3 separate regions of the Mus musculus genome follow, and all the other regions are linked to region 1. The links are chromatin contacts, called in public promoter capture Hi-C maps. All regions are on one chromosome and are shown on one strand. The core of a region is the stretch at or near the end of the contact, and the rest is flanking DNA. Distances in the headings are between cores, read along the strand shown. Region 1 has its middle 41 kb from the start of Adamts1. Region 2 holds the start of Usp16 (ubiquitin specific peptidase 16). Region 3 holds the start of Ltn1 (listerin E3 ubiquitin protein ligase 1).

Region 1 (3,513 bases), core at 503-3,002:
GCTTATTCTTTTGAGGAAATAACACTGGTGGTGTTTTGGGCTTATTGCTGATTTTCCAAGGCTCCATCCAGTCTCCTACTTCCCTGAAGTCTCTTCCGTTCACATCTCTTCCCTGCTGCTGTTAATAAGCACACGAACCTTTTCTTAAGCGTGAGTATGGGACACAGAAGAACTGATTGTCAAATAATGGCTGAGCTTGAAGGTTATTTCTGGGTGCTCCTTTCCTTTGTTGAACCCCTAAAAAATGGTTCTCTGGATAGTCCCAGTCCACCAGTAACTGGTAGGCATTTGTGCACTCTAATTCATGTGTGAAATGAAAGTATGCAGAGCAACATGGGAGAAGGACTGTGTTTAAGGCAAAGACCTCTCTTTCCCAAAGTAAAGTAAAACGAAATCAACTGAGGGGATAAAAACAAAATAAAAATGTCCACATGGATGAAATAAAGAAGGGTTGCTTTCTGTTACAGTCTTTTAGAAACTGCACATTAAGAAACATCTTTTCCCCCTTTTTCAAGAGAGTACACTTGATTCCTGTAGGTTAAGACCAGCTGTGGGTGGCTTGTTCTCAACTCCCACTTAGGAATGCATCCAGTCCCAACTCTCCAGATCTCACTCGTCCTTCCTTGCCTCTGAGTACACTAATGGCAGGAAGATGCGAGGGTGTCATTTCCAAGTCTTTCAGGTGTCCTCTGCTGAGAGTTCTGCTCCCTATTCCAGACAGCTGTTTTTCCCAGAGACTGCCAAACAACAGAACCCTAAATGACTCTAAGGGATGATTGCCAGGCTCCTGGACAGTAGGACCTGTGGGTAACAGGTGGGTGATGTGCCTTAGGGAGCTATGCGAATCCACACACTCACACACAATCACATGGGTGTGAGCAGAGCTTGTTGATGAGAGTGGTATGTATTTTTTTCATATTCTTCCCGTGGTGTTTCTGTCCTTCCCTCCCAACCTCAGGCTTTATTCTGTTACTTACAATATCCCTTCCTATGTGCCAAACCCCCAGCCACCCCCGTTTCCTGCATATGACACGAGCAGAAACTGTGTTGTCATCTATTAGTTTTATGACTTAAAGTCCATTTTATTTTGCTTGGCTGGCAGTTGCAGACTGAGTGATGAAGACAGGGAGAATTCAGTAGCCATTCATTGCTGTTAAAGCTTGGCTTTTGTGCCTCCGACTTGAAGGGGTTGCATGGAATCCATTTGTAGAAAACTATAAATTTACAGGGTAGGAAATCATGGAAGAGAAAGATGGAGCTGCATCCTGCACTATCATTGGGAACTCGATGCCCTTGGATGCTTTTTCATAAAGAACTGTGAACCCAGCTCATGATCTAGTCTTCCGGCCCATCTCTGCTTCCAGGATCACATGACCACGTGTCTTACCTTCATTTGGAAAGGTTTAAGAAGACTGAAAAAGAAAGGATTAATTCAGAAGTTTACTTGGTCTTGTCTAGTTTTGTTTTGCCCAGAGTGTGATCGCCTAGAAATGGACAAATAAATGCTCAACATGTCAGAGTCCTGTAGTCCACGCCAACCCTTTTCTTCTTAGTGGCCTTCTCATGACAGAGCTTTGGTGACAGATTGCACTTGAGTGGCTTGCAGATGTCACCGAGTCTGCAAAGAGCCAGAGGGAGACTTGAAAACTACTATGAGACAAGGATGCAATTATCTCAAATGAGAAGCAGTTACATGATTAACTTAGTGCCCTGCTCACCACAGCCCCGGGACATGCTGGAAAGCTCAGAGCTTCGTCCCGTTCACATGTTCCATCCAAGTGACAAAGCCTTTAGAGAGCGCGCATTATGGTCTCCAGTTAAAAAGTGCTCTTTTTTGTATTGTTCAGTTCCTGATTTGAAATAGTGTAGGGTTTTGGGGGTGGCATGTGTCATTGGAAACAAACTTCTGGGCAAATCAGGTTTATTAAGGGAGACAATGATGACTTTTCTTTTTTAACAGACTCTGGCGGGGAGAATTATGCAACTTCCCACCATGAAGACTTTTGTAATTGTAAATTCTGCTACCTTTTAAGGAAAAAAATACCACCAGCCTGCAACTTGAGAGCTTTTTATGAGAACCAGGCAAGGGCTTTTCCTCTGCACACATCTGTCTTCATTTGATGTGTGTATGCTTGTATGCTGCCGATTTCATGCTGGTGAGCTACATCTAAAAGTTAGAGGATGATTTGCTTAGATCAAGCGTGTGTGTGTGTGTGTGTGTGTGTGTGTGTGTGTGTGTGTGCGTGCATGTCCCAAGGCCATACACATATTTTATATATTACAGGAAAGGAGGCTTGCTTTGGACTCCGTGGTCATTATTCTCGGTGACCATTGTTTTTAAGAAAAAGAAAAATCAATAAATGGAAGTTCATTGTAAATGGAGGGTTTGGGCCTATTTTCATCAGTACAAACAGAGGATAGGGTGTCAAGTGACCTCCTTAGACATCTTCATCATATTTGGTTGTTCCAAATTTGTTTAGCTTGATAAAAGCTTGAGAAATGTATGAATTATATGGTTTCAGGTCCTTTCATGTCTAGGAAATGAGTATCATAGACCTATAAACTTTGATCTCAGGATAACGTCTTCAGGATCTCGACTAAGTTTTAATAAACACGTCTTTAACTTCTTTCATTTTAGATGTTCATCGGTGGTTGCTTGTTGGTATCAACCACAGTTTATGAGTTGGAGTATCCGTCTTCCAATAGGAACTCAGACCAGTCAGGGTGGTGCATGCCTGTAATCCTAGCTTTTGGGAAGCAGGATTAGGGATTCAAGGTTGTCTTCAGCTCCACAGTGAATGCGAGTTCAGCTTGAGCTATATGTCCATAAAAAGAAAAAGAATAGTCTAGAACCTCAAGAATAATTCATGATGGACTGAGAGTGTGAACCAAAGTGCCCATATATAATGAATATTACATAAAATTTATTTCCTATGCTATATTTCCCCTCAACTTAGACCATACTTTGCACACTACCTTTTAGATTAAAAACCAGAATTTTAGTCAATAACCAATCAGCCACATCCTGAGAATCTAGTGACCTAATGTCATGCAGGATATGAATTCCAGTGCTAAGTTTCAGTCTTCTCATTGTGTTTGTAATATTTTAATGCTGTTAACAAAGTTACAGTAGTTTGAGTGGAATTTGGGTGCCATATATATATATATATATATATATATATATATATATATGTATTTTAATTTTTATGTACCACATTAATTCTGAAATCTAAGAAACCTATCTGAATATTGATAAAAGAACTCAATGGTTATAAGAAAATAAGGAATGAATCTTAAAGCTGTCCTTTTGGTCTGCCTTTCTCTTTTGTTACCTTCATAGTTAGCAAAACCCACTTCTGAGTGGCTTTGAGTACTGTGGGAAACTTTTATCATAAACTGGGATCAGTTAACTCTTCTGTTACCAAGATCTCAAAGCTTTTTATGACTATCACTTCTTTGACTCCTTTCTGAAAATCCAGACCTAAATTTATTACAGTAGAGTTGGACCTTAAA
Region 2 (3,513 bases), core at 436-2,935, 1.7 Mb after region 1:
AGGCTCTTGTTGACAGGAACCTAGTATGGTGGTTCCTTGGGAGATCCCGCCAGCAGCTGACAAATGCAGATGTGAATGCTTGGAGCCAACCATCACACGGAGCTGAGGGAACCTAGTGGTGGTAAGGGGCTGGCAGAAGGGCTGGAGCAGCAGGGGATTGCAAACATAGGCTGGCCTGACTACCCAGTTTTCCCAGAGTCTAGACCACCAACTAAGGAGAGTACCTGGAGGGATCCATGGCTCCAAACATATAGGTAGCAGAGGATGCCCTTGCCTGACAGCAATGGGAGGGGAAGCCCTTTGTCCCAGGGAGGTTTGAGCCCCAGCATACAAGGATGCCAGAGAGGTGGGGCTGGAGAGTGTGGGTGGGTGGGGGAGCACCCTCATATAGGCAGAGTGGAGTGGGGAGGGCACATGTGGGATGAGAAGTTGGTGGAGGGGTAACTGGGAACTGGGATATCATTTGAGATATAAACCAATAGAGTGATTAATTAAAAAAAATTATACTGGCCAATTTTCCAGTTTTATGCTACTATTTCAACATAGTTTTATCTGACAACTAGTAAGTTTGAATATTTCATTTGCAATCTTTTAGAAGGCCATATATCTAGAAATGAGCTCAAGCTGGACTATGGAAGGATTTCGGGTGGTTAGATAAAAAGCCAACATTCCTCGGGATCTTTGAGGTTTGAGGAACCTTGAGGGTTTGTTTTCTCCCCAAAAGGACTCATGTCCCTTGCCTCTGACAGAAGGGACATGATTCTCCATTAATATACACTCGCGGTTGCCTATGATAGGTCTAGATAAGTCTAGAACTGGCCTCTAGGCTCCCTCAGTCCCGGTTCACAAGTACACATCTCAAAGCCTTCACCCTAGCCCGCAGGACCTTCTCTCATCTGGGTCCTGATTCCCGTTCTCTTTGCCCCTTCCTTGCCCCCGACTCTTCTGGCTACTTTTTTTTTTTTTCAATCGTGCTATGTCCATCCACTCTTCTTTCCCACTCTCTTGCTTCCCTAGCCCTGGCCTTCCTCTCTCTGCACTGGACTCTTCCCGATGCCTTTGAGTAGTTTTTCTCTTATTCACAATAAAAACCTTCCCCCTAACTGAGCGGCAGTTTCAAGTGGTTTCTTTATGGCATCCCCTCGCACACACCATCAACTGTTCTTTTACCGTGTTGCTTACTTCTGCCTATTTTGCTACTAACACGCACAGGTAGTTTTCTGTGATTACTGTCTCCGCTGAGGTCCGCTTAACGGGTGCTACAAAAGACTCGGCACAGAGTGTGTAGTTACTGTTTCTCGTCAACCAACCGCAACTCAAATCTTCAGGACTTTACACTGTAACATTCCCCTTTAATTCCTGTCAGTTTGGACAAGGTCAGCAAGGTGAAGGCTGGGGTTGGAAGAAAGAACACTCACATTTATAAGCGAGTGGGACAGGATTAGGGGAAAGGAGAGACGTGTGTAATTACGTCGCTCTCTTGGCCATCCTGCAGAAATAACGTATTTAAGAGAGGTAGCCATGAAGGACTTTCCAAGCCAAGGGCCAGGACCCGTCATCCACTCCCTAGGAGGATTTAAATTACTCCACAGTTAACACTGCAGTGAACACGTGGCGGGCCTCCCACGCACCCACCCCAAGGGAGGCCGAGCCATTTCCCACAATGCCGCGTTCCGGAAGTTGCCTCTCCGGGAGGGTGGCTGGTTCCACCGCGTCGCTCTCTCTGCGTCACCTGGAGGAAGCGGAGCTGGCGGCCGGCTCCGGGCCCGTCGCGGGAGGCAGTTATGGGCGCCGTCGCCCCGGGTGAGTACCGGCCACCCCCGCCGCCGCCACACTCCCGCCCTGCCTCGGCCTCATCCTCATCTACTGCGGGTGCTGTCGGCTCCAGGGCCGGCCCGGTGGGCGCCGAGCAGTCGGTAGGGCCGGCGGGCGACGGGAAGGGTGGCTGGGCGGGCGGCTGGCGTGCGAGCTCCGGGGAGCGCCCGGTGACACCGTGTGCGTTGTAAGCGCGGCTGGCGCTGCCACCTCCGGGTGACAGCCTACGTCGAAACTGGAGAGCCACGTTGTAGAGAGACCTGCTGACAGGGGCTTTCCGACATTGCCTTGGTGGTGATGATGGCTTAGCGAAGGCAGAGGAGGACCGGGAGGGCAGAAAAGGAAAGCAGCCGGCTGGATAGGAGGCTGACAGCAGGAGTTGTGATTTCAGCCAAGGGAGGGAGCCGCGAGCGAGTAGTTGGACCAAGGTGGCAATTCTCGTCTGAAAACTCCCCTGGACGCTGCGGGACCGAGCATTACTGTTTTATAGACGCCGTTCCCACGGCGCAGCAGTGACCTTCACAGCTGTCAGAAGTTTACTGTAGCTCCTTCAGTAGCATCGACTGACACTTCAGTCATGGGTTTGGTTGCCCTAATTAAAAGTTTGTCTTTCAAGTTTCCCTCTGCTGTCTCAAGGGAAGCTGCAGTCCTTAAACCAGATCTTCTAGCTCTGTCTCCACAACTGAAGGCTTATGATTTAATTAATGTCCGCATGTCCGCCTTTTTCTTTTACACCTGAAGTTGTGCCTTCTCAGGTAATATTCTCTCTCATCTCATCTCATCTCATCTCTCTGTCCCTCTGTCCGTCCGTCCGTCCGTCCGTCCATCTGACCACCTCGCTGTAGCTGGCCTGGAGCTTTGTAACTGCCTACTTTTGCGGTGCTGGGATTAAAGGTGTGCGCCATTAGCGGAGGAAGTTTTTCTTGAGGACCTACTATGTACTCACAGTATGCTATAGGCAAGATAGAAATTCTGCCCAGAACCAGTTCTTTCTCCTAAGGCTTCGGATTTCAGAGGAGGGTGGGGGTAGGGTGGGAGGGGGAGGGGGAGAGGGAGGAAAGGAGAGAGAAATTGTTCAGATTATAGATTTGAAAAGCAGTTTACTGTGGTAGAGAAACAGATACAGGATAGTACATATCTTTTTCCTCTCTGTCCCTCTCTGTGTGTTTGCTTTGTTCTTCGAGACAAGGTCTTCTTGTACAGCTTTGGCTGTCTTGGAACTCGCTCCATAGACCAGGCTGGCCTTCAACGCGGCTAATGCAGGTTTTCTTAAATCTTCATTAAAACCTGGTGGTGATGTTGGCACACGCCTTTAATCCCAGCATTGTGGGAGGCAGAGGTAGTTGGATCTCTGGAGGGTTAGGTCAGCCGGGACTAGAGTGGTTTTGTTTTTAAATTTCTTTCTTTAGTGAGTATCTTCATTTAAAAGATGATCGTGAAAATCAAACATGATGGTTTTGGAACTGTCTCGTTAATTGTTTTTGTTGATGAGTTATGAGTCAGGATTGCTAGTACGTTGGGGCCAGGTTGAAGGGGACAAGTTCTAGAGTATAAACTTGGATGTTTTGGCTGTTTAATAGGTTCATTAGAGTGATATACAAATGACGCTATCTGAAGATGAATCTTGCACTAATGTGGCACAGTTTAGAGGAGGTTAGCTTGGAGAGAAGAAGTTGGATACTCTTTTTTTTTTTTCCC
Region 3 (3,513 bases), core at 266-2,765, 1.7 Mb after region 1:
TAATGTATTCCCTGCCAAAGGGAACAAGTGATACTTGACTGAGTCATAAATGCTTTGAAAATGTTATTATCTAAAAACAACTTTAAGTCAGTCCTGGTGGTGCATGCCTTTAATCCCAGCACTGTAGAGACAGAGGCAGGCACATCTGTGAACGACTTCCAGGACAGGTGAGCTACAAAGAGAAACTGCCTTGATAAACCAAAATCAAAATAAAATAAAAACAGAATTAAATCTATAAAAGTTAGTAGAAATACAAATTGTAAGTCTACATGTTATATTTGTGTACTCCACCATGGTTAAAGTTTCACATGTTATATGAAGAATGACACTGTTTTTAGAATACATAAGGTAGAGAACTTGGGTGTTAAATACTGAGATCAACTCTCCTAAGGGTCAGCAAAATTTATAAATTAAGAGATGAGGGACTGGAAGGATGGCTCAGTGGTTAAGAGCACTGACTGTTCTTCCAAAGGTCCAGAGTTCAAATCTCAGCAACCACATGATGGCTCACAACCATCTGTAACAAAATTTAACTCCCTCTTCCGGGGTGTCTGAAGACAGCTACAGTGTACTCACATATAATAAATAAATAAATCTAAAAAAAAAATGGTGGAACAGGTCTATAAAAGCGAACTGTGTGTGTGTGTGTGTGTGTGTGTGTGTGTGTGTATGTGTGTGTGATCCATCAGGATAAAGGCTGCAGAGAAACACCTGCCTTTAAGATACTTTCAAAGCGCCAGGTGGTGGTGGCACACGCTTTTAATCCCAGCACTTGGGAGGCAGAGGCAGGAGAATTTCTGAGTTCCAGGCCAGCCTGGTCTACAGAATGAGTTCCAGGACAGCCAGGGCTATACAGGATGCATTAAGGTATCTAGAGCCACCTAACATATGGCCATCCGAAGCCTGCCAGGCCAGCCAAGTTCGTGGCAAGTTCAGGGTGGCCAGAGTGAAGCAGGAAAAGCGAGGTAAGCTTGAGACCAGAGACCCAACGGGTGACACCGACCTGACACCGGGCATACCACCGACGGGCTCGGGCCTTGGCAAGGAGGGACTGAGCGAGTGAAGCCCACGCTTGCTTCTTCCCTCCCACAGCTCCTACACAAGCTCGGCCACCCACGAGGGCCGCCCGGGTGCTCACTGTCACCGTTTCCCGATGACACCTCCCTCCCTGGGCGCGCTCCGTTTCCCAGATCCGGCGTGAAACGTCGTTTGGGTCCCAACTCCTCGACTTGTCCACCCGCGGGGACGCACACACCGGGAGGTCACACTCTTCCCTCACGGCCCTCTGGACACCCGGGCCGCAGGCCGCGGGGCTACCATCACCACAGGACTCACCCTGAGGTTCCCCTTAGTCCGCTGCTTGTTCTTCCCGCCCATGGTGGCGGTGGCAGCCCGGCTCTCAGTCTGCAGAGCCGAAGTTGACACGGGCGGGCCACAACTTCCGGTCCCTCGCGCCGGAAGGGGATTCACTGTAGCCACTTCCCCCTCGCCCTCCCAGCCTTTCGGCTTCCTACTTCCGCTCCCGCCTCCCTGTCAGGACTCTGACCATCCGCTGCCTGAAACGTAACAAAGAAGGCCACGCCTGCCTGAGTGGCGTCACTGCTGACCAATAAGAAACCAGCGTTGAGCCCGTGGCGCCAAACCTGTCCGAGATATTTGTAGTGGAGAGATTTCCTTCCTAGTGTGTAGGAATTTGCTCTTCCAGAGGTCCTGAGTTCGATTCCCAGCAACCACATGGTAGCTCACAACCATCTGCAATGGGATCTGACGCCCTTTTCTGGTGTGTCTGAAGAAAGCTACAGTGTACTCATATAAATAAAATAAATCTTTAAAAATAAAATGAAATAATAAAAGCAGAGGAGTTGGGGCGACTAACTTGGTAGAGTGCTTTCCTGGCATTCCTGAAGGCTGAGTTTGATTCCCTACATTGAGCAAACCAGGTCTGCTGGCACACCCTCCCAATACCAGCACTGAAGACACAGAGAAGAGGAGAATCACAAATTTAAGGTCAGCTTTGCACACTTAAAGTTCAAGGGCAGCCTGGGATATATGAAAATCTATCTCGAAATAGGAAATAAAAAGAAAAAAGAATCATCAGGTCACATAGGCATGAGACACTGTCTTAAAGAAACAACAAGAAACCATTTGAGCTCTACTCATGCCCCAGTCTTCAGCGATGCAAGGCCAGATAGGGGCCAAATCTAAACACATGCAATTTGAAATGAACCACAAACACCAATGAGGAAGGCTTTATACTGTTTGTACTTTAAAAGACAGGGTAGTTTCAAACTTCTGACTACTGATAACAAGCACAGATTGTTTAAAATTTCATTTTATTTCAAAGGTCTGGAGACAGGCTGGGATTAACATTGGGTCCGCATGTGGCAAGGTGTCTTGTACAATGACATCTCTGAGATAGCTTGGCCCTTTCTCTTGCCATCACTTCAGGGGCCATGGCAGAAAGAGAAGAGAGGCAAATTCATCCCCAGAAATCCTGCACTGTAACCTACAGCCCAATGCAGCTGCAAGAGAGGCCAGGAGGGTGAACAGGCAGCTTTTCCAGGTTCCTAGTGAAGGCAGAAGAGTGTGGGAAATCCCTAGCAAGTCGAACCATCAAAATTACCTTCACATATAATTTGTCTTTCAAGTTTCATGAGACAGAGCCTCGTGTAGCCCAGCTGGCCTTCAACTTCCCATCCTCCTGCCTCTACTTCCCAAGTGCTGGGATTATAAGCATGTGCCTTCAGATCCAGCTCACGTCAAGAAATTTCCACCAAGCTGTAGAGATGGCTCAGAGGTTAAAAGGGTGCACTGCTCTTGCAGAGGACCCAAGTTTGGCTCCCAGCACCCACACCGGGTACCTCACAACCTCCTGTAACTCCAGCTCCAGGGGATCTGATACCCCAAATATATTTACATGTTTATGTTCATGCATGCACCCTTGGAGGACAGAGTACATCAAATGCCCTGAAGTAAAGACATATAGGTAGTTATGAGCTCCCTGCCAGGGGTGCTGGGAACTGAACTTAGGTCCTTGGCACTAGCAGCATATGCTCTTAACTTCTGAGTCATTTCTCCACCCTTCTCACTTAGTAATTTAAAGCTTACAAGTCGAAACCCAGTTTTTCTCTCAGGCATGGCAAGTTTTAACTGATACATTTCAGCCATATTAATTTTCTTCTTGTGACCCCAACCCTAGTACATCCTAGAATGGAGCTGAAATTGAATTTCAAGGAAAAACAGGAAGAAATGATCAACAGAGGAACAGTGAGCCAACAGGTCTGACTTCCCCTCTGCTCAGTCACTGTCCTTCTACACCAAAGAACATCTGGAAAACATCCCCACATCCCCTGGCATTTAAGAACTGATACAGCTGGCCAAAGTCCATGTGGTTTCCTCTGGCTCCGTGGACACTGAAGGCCTTTTCTTCAAGAATGGGAAATTTCCGCTGTCCTTCCATTCCGCCGGCTGTACCGTCAAGAGGAATGTCTTCTCGATGACGAATTAAAATCC

What was found. Promoter capture Hi-C pulls out the DNA fragments that hold promoters and counts their contacts.
Region 2: a promoter capture Hi-C map of cranial neural crest shows a contact between it and region 1. The contact joins the promoter of Usp16 here to the enhancer-like site in region 1. A contact is called at or near these places in 3 of 39 promoter capture datasets (the 3T3-L1 cell line and cranial neural crest) and 2 of 115 datasets of contacts at active chromatin or transcription factors (embryonic stem cells and kidney).
Region 3: a contact with region 1 is called in a promoter capture Hi-C map of stem cell-derived epiblast-like cells, with 5 times the contacts expected there. The contact joins the promoter of Ltn1 here to the enhancer-like site in region 1. A contact is called at or near these places in 10 of 39 promoter capture datasets (the 3T3-L1 cell line, cranial neural crest, frontonasal cranial neural crest and 5 more) and 4 of 115 datasets of contacts at active chromatin or transcription factors (astrocytes, embryonic stem cells, kidney and 1 more).

Annotation. Positions count from the first base shown.
Region 1 is chr16:85,760,354-85,763,866 of GRCm38.p6, forward strand. No RefSeq gene overlaps it. Among named protein-coding and RNA genes, the nearest start is that of Adamts1, 41 kb to the right of the region's middle. Within about 2 kb of position 1,753, at least 9 of the 459 cell types and tissues checked have an H3K27ac peak or open chromatin away from gene starts, as enhancers often do. A contact at or near this core is called in second pharyngeal arch cranial neural crest, where this site is marked.
Region 2 is chr16:87,453,300-87,456,812 of GRCm38.p6, forward strand. It overlaps Usp16 (ubiquitin specific peptidase 16), which reads left to right and starts at 1,686. Exons shown (of 18, transcript NM_024258.2): 1 at 1,686-1,803.
Region 3 is chr16:87,431,091-87,434,603 of GRCm38.p6, forward strand. It overlaps Ltn1 (listerin E3 ubiquitin protein ligase 1), which reads right to left and starts at 1,516. Exons shown (of 30, transcript NM_001081068.1): 1 at 1,336-1,516. The coding sequence starts at 1,377. It overlaps Rwdd2b (RWD domain containing 2B), which reads right to left. Exons shown (of 5, transcript NM_016924.2): 5 at 2,241-3,513. The coding sequence ends at 3,302.